2 separate regions of the Rattus norvegicus genome follow, and region 2 is linked to region 1. The links are chromatin contacts, called in public HiChIP or PLAC-seq maps. All regions are on one chromosome and are shown on one strand. The core of a region is the stretch at or near the end of the contact, and the rest is flanking DNA. Distances in the headings are between cores, read along the strand shown.

What was found. HiChIP or PLAC-seq counts read pairs in DNA pulled down with a chosen protein or histone mark.
Region 2: an H3K27ac HiChIP or PLAC-seq map of oligodendrocytes shows a contact between it and region 1, with 7 times the contacts expected there. The contact joins the promoter of Psmg3 here to the promoter of Eif3b in region 1. A contact is called at or near these places in 3 of 12 Hi-C or Micro-C datasets (the Rat2 cell line, Schwann cells and frontal cortex) and 1 of 1 datasets of contacts at active chromatin or transcription factors (oligodendrocytes).

What each region holds. Positions count from the first base shown.
Region 1 is chr12:19,333,340-19,336,039 of GRCr8, forward strand. It overlaps Eif3b (eukaryotic translation initiation factor 3, subunit B), which reads right to left and starts at 1,429. Exons shown (of 19, transcript NM_001031640.1): 1 at 954-1,429. The coding sequence starts at 1,401.
Region 2 is chr12:19,921,855-19,924,554 of GRCr8, forward strand. It overlaps Psmg3 (proteasome assembly chaperone 3), which reads left to right and starts at 1,434. Exons shown (of 3, transcript NM_001399013.1): 1 at 1,434-1,513; 2 at 1,960-2,196. The coding sequence starts at 1,981.

The sequences.
Region 1 (2,700 bases), core at 179-2,678:
GCTTCATAAAGCGCTGGCCAGCCTGGGCTAGGCCAGACCCTGTTTTACAACGAGATAAAAACAACCTCCACAAACAAAAAAATGGTGACATCAAATGGCAACCCCTTGAAATATTTTAAGCTCTAAGTTCACAACTATATCGAGGCACTACATTTTCATGGAATATCATTGGTAGTTCAAAAGCAATTGATTGGGGGTACATGTCTTTTCGCACCACGAAAACTGAGACAGAAGAACCAAGAGTTAAATTTCAGCCTGATCTGAGTGAGGCCCTGTCTCATATTTAAAAAAAAAAAAAGAGTGGTGTTCTTAGGCCCTCGCCTCTTGGTTATTTGCCACAACAACACATGAATGAACTGGTTCGTACGCTTTCAGCATGAAATTGAAACAGCAGAGGAACACATGCTATCAACTTGTCAGAAAACATTTTAAGAATCTAGCTCCTGAGAAGGTAGGCAGAAACAATGCCTTAAAAAAACCGCCAGTCACCATAGAAGAAAACAAAGTAAGTTGCAAAACCAACAACATGAAAAGCAATGTACAACACAAGAATGGTCCAGGGTACCGACCTAAGAAAGAGATGAGCAGGCGGTAATGTGGTTGGGTCCGAAGTCAATGCCTTACTATGGAAACCATTGGGAATGCACTTCTAACAAGGGGGAAGGCACCAGGCTCTACACACGACCTGTCCCTCCCGTTCGGCCCTCTGAAGAGTCCAGCTGACCAACACTGGAAACCTTGGCCGGGAAAATGGAATAACCCCCAGATATTCCAGGTCGTTCTGCCCTTCCACTAACCCCGAGACGCCCGGTCTTCTCGGAGAAACAGACTCCCCAAATGATCCCCCTTACAGTAGAGGAAACAGAGGGTCGTTGCAGCCCGGAGACCTCGCGCTCTCGACGACTTAAGTGGATACCCTCACCATGGACATAATCACGACTCACAGCCCTTACCTTCCTCGCTCACGTCGTCTACGAAATCCTCGGGGTCGCTGAAGGAGGGCTCATCTGCCTCTCCGTTCTCCAGAGCCCGCGGCTCCGCCTCGGCCGCGCTCCCATCGGACCCGCCCTCCTCCTCCGCTCTAGCCGAGGGGTGCCTGGCCTGCTCTCCGCCGGCCTCCGCCTTCCCGGGAGCAGAGGGCTCCTGCGCCGACTGCGGCGTGGGCGAGGCGGCCGGACTCGCCGCCGTTTCCTCTTCGGATTGGGCCGCCGGCTTGGCCCTCACCTCGGGCTCCGGTCTGGCCTCGGCGTCTTCCTCGGCGTCTTCCGTCCGCCCCACTTCGGACCCGCCAGACCCTGCCGCCTCGTCCGTCGGCGGTGACTCGGAGACCGGCTGCTGCCTCGCGGGCTCGGCCCGCTCCTCGGCCGCCTCGGGCGCCGCCACGTTCTCAGCGTCCTGCATGGGCCCGCGCTGCTCCTCACCCGGCTCGGCCGCCCTGCTTCCGACTCCCAGAAATCACCGCGCGCCGCTAGCGCGGAGCCACGTGCGTGCAGCGAGTGGGTCATACCAAGATGTAGCTCAGGGTAGACACCCACACCTTCATTTCTCACGACCAGCCCGAGAAAACTCAGATATGCATAAAAACATTTCAAAACAACTATAATATTCATTTTCAAGACATATGAGTTTACGTGTAGCCCAAAAGAGTTTTTAAGGTAGCAAATAAATTCAAAAGGATATGTGGCTCCCCCATTCTGGGTAAGAAATAGTTGCGGCCAAGATGGCAGACGTCCCTCTGCCTCTCCCGGCGGGCGCTACGGGGAAGGACTGAACTACCTGGGGGAGCACCAAGTAGATTTTCGAGTGATTTTTAACACGCGGAACTGTATGAAAACAAAATATGTGACCATAAAATAATGCCAAGATAGCTGAAAGTTCCACACATGATTCTTTGTAAGTTTTGCTCTTAGTCAGACAGACTGCTTGACTGACATGACTGGCTTCCCTCCCCTGCAAGGGCTTTATTTTAAACCCGTCCACTGACGGGGCAAAAGAACGAAAGGTTCCAAAATTACACGAGGAGCTCGCCGACAGCCAGAGGCCGCCAACATACAGAAAAATGACTGCCTGCACAATGCAGAGTCGTGTGACGAGTGGCTTTAATCTCAATGGACATCCTCACCGTAGCGGCTCGCACGTTAGCCCGCGAGATGAAAGTCACTGTGGTTCAGTCCGCCGGTGACTGCTATCTTCACACGCGGGAGAACGCGATCACGTGGGCCAGCGTGGGGTGGGCGGAGCGGAGCCTTCGTGGAGCCACCTGGGGGACCCCAGGAGTGGTTGTTCGGAAACATAGCCAAAATTTTTGAAACCTCCAGCCCAAAACTGTCCCTTATGGGACGTTTCGAAAAGCTTAATAAGGACTAGTTGAGGGACTAAGAGCATAAGAACACTTTTGCTGACGACCAAGTTTGGCTGTCAGTACCCATATGGTGGCTTACAATCATCTCTTAACTCGAAAACTTTATTTTTATGCGTATGAGTGCTCTGCCTGTAAGTCTGTGCACCGTGTGTGCAGGCGGAGGCCGAAAGAGGGCATCGTATCACGCACAGGACTGGAATTACAGACACGTAGAACCTCCATGTGGATGCTGGAAATAGAACCCAGGCCCCTGTAGAAGAGTAGGCAGTGCTCTTAACAGTTGAACTATCTCTCCAGTCCCAGATCATTAATAAAAGCAAAACAAAAACGAGAAAAGA
Region 2 (2,700 bases), core at 184-2,683, 590 kb after region 1:
AGAAATAATTGTTTTAATTTAACAGCTCACCATTAAGAGCATTTGTTGGGGTTGGGGATTTAGCTCAGTGGTAGAGCGCTTGCCTAGCAAGCGCAAGGCCCTGGATTCGGCCCCCAGCTCCGGAAAAAAATAAAAAAGAAAAAAAAAAAAAAGAGCATTTGTTGCTCTTGCTTCCCATCGCCTACATGACAGCCCATAACTGTCTATAACTCCAATTCTAGGGAGTCCAGCGCCCTCTCCTGGCCGCTGTGGGTACTGCATGCACGCGGCATTACAGGAAGGCAAAAATACTCATGTAAATAAATAAGAAAACAAACAAATACTGTCTAATTCTTTTAAGTATCCTGCAAGATGAGCAATAATTAATATAAATGAGACTTGTTCCTCAATACCCAAAAGAAAGAAAGAAAATGAAGGAAAGAGGGAAGGAGAAAAAAGATTAAATGAGGGCTGGAGGGCTGGAGAGATGGCTCAGTAGTTAAGAGCACTGAATCCTCTTCCAGAGATCCTGAGTTCGGTTCCCAGCAACCACATGGTGGCTCACAACCATCTATAATGGGATCTGATGCCCTCTTCTGGTGTGTCTGAAGACAGCTACAGTGCACTCACAGACATAAAATAAATCTCTTTTTAGAAAAATGAGGGTTGGTGAATGCTTGCTTAGCTTACATAAATTCCCGGATGTTATCCTCATACCGAGTAACCATGCGTGTGGTGCATTCCAGTCATCTCTGTACTCAGAAGGTGGAAGGAGGAGAATCAGAAGTTCAAGATTGGGGTTGGGGATTTAGCTCAGTGGTAGAGCGCTTGCCTAGGAAGCGCAAGACCCTGGGTTCGGTCCCCAGCTCCGAAAAAAAAGAACCAAAAAAAAAAAAAAGTTCAAGATTTTTCTCAATCAACCTAGGATACTTGCGACTCAAAATAAATAAGAGGAGAGGAAGGGAGGAGGAGGGGGACGAGGAGGAGGAGGAGGAGGAGGAGGAGGAGGAGGAGGAGGAGGAGGAGGAGGAGGAGGAGGAGGAGGAGGAGGAGGAGGAGGAGAACCCAGAACTCGGGAGGGGCAGGCCTCCCTCTGAGTTAGAGGCCATCCTGGTTGACATTGTGAGTTCCAGGACAGCCAGGGCTACGCAGAGATACCATGACTAAAAAAGGCAAAATGGACAGACAGACAAAATAAGTTACTATAAAGTGTTCCTTAGCCAAAGCCAGGTACACACCAAGTGAAAATAAATATTAATTCTTATTGCCATCCCAGTCCACAGCTAGGACACAAAGTCCCCTACATTGGGGTTCAAGCACCGCCCACGAGGTCCTGAAGCTCGACAGGCACATTGTCCCTTTAACACGAAGCTTGGACTTCTCCTTTGCAGCGCGGAACGGAAGGCTCTGGGACTGCGAGGATCCAGGGACCTTAGGCTCAACGGACCGGAACCGGAAGTTCTCGCCAGCGCTTCTGCCAAGCCAGAGCTAGCTGAGTTGCTCACTGAGACATCTTTCTGGCACTGCTAGTGTGGTGAGCGCTGGTTGCTGAGGGTTTTGGTCCCAATTGCTGTCAGTAGTGATCCAGCCATTCCCCAGTCCAGTGCGGCCGGGGTTCCCCGGTGAGCTCGGCGGTTTCCCTCATCCCTCGTATCTAGAAGTGGAAGACCGCTAGTCATGGGAATGGCCATAATTGCAAGCAGCGCGGCGGAACAAAGAATCCTAACAAAAGCCTCATGAGCATGCGCACACTTGCTTTTGAGTTGGGGCGTGGTATTGATAATAGGGTCTCTCCGGTGTAGTTCAGGCTGGCCTCGAAGTCGGGATTCTCCAGCCTCAGCCTCCCTTGTGCTGGGATGACAGACATGTGCCACCATTTGCAGCTTGAAATGGGTTGTTCAACGTTTCTGCTTTGGAGCTCCAGGTTATATCAGACTCTGATCGCTTCATCCCTCTTTTTCTTTTCTTTTAAAACTAAAGCCTCCATTGAAGAACGGAGCCATGGAAGACAAACCACTGGTAGTATCTAAACAGAAGACAGAGGTGGTATGCGGTGTGCCCACCCAGGTGGTCTGCACGGCCTTCAGCAGCCACATCCTGGTTGTGGTGACCCAATTCGGGAAGATGGGTACGTTAGTCTCCTTGGAGCCCAGCAATGTAGCCAATGACATCAGCAAACCAGTGCTCACCACAAAAGTCCTTCTCGGGCAGGACGAGGTAATGGAGTTGAATCTTTTTTTCTGGTGTCATTTGTCCCATTTGACACCCATAGGGATATGGGGTGTCTGGTAGGCACACTTCCACACACACCCAAGGTATGGTATGCACAGTGAGCATTTTTCAGGATCTTTCTGATCTGAGGTGTCCCGGCTAGCCCGAGCCATGCTTCTCGCAGCGCGTCAGCATTTTACTGAGCACTCGGGGAGGTATTGATTTTTAGGACACAGCCATCTCCTCAGTTTGACCCTGTCTGATGGCGTGTTTATGTCTGCTTCTTGAGTCTTGGCAGCAGCCCCTTCGGAGTCTGTCTCGATTAGCGTTAACCAGAGAGATGGTAGGCAGAGGCACCAAGGAGAAATCTTAATGATGCCTCGTGGGCAGTTCGCTGTGTCTGCTCCGTGCAGTCCACTTGGCACTCTGAGTCACTGCTGTCTTAGCTTAGGGGATTTAGGGGAAAGCATGAGAAGCTGGTCTGGGTCCCTTAAGGAAAGCATCAGAAAA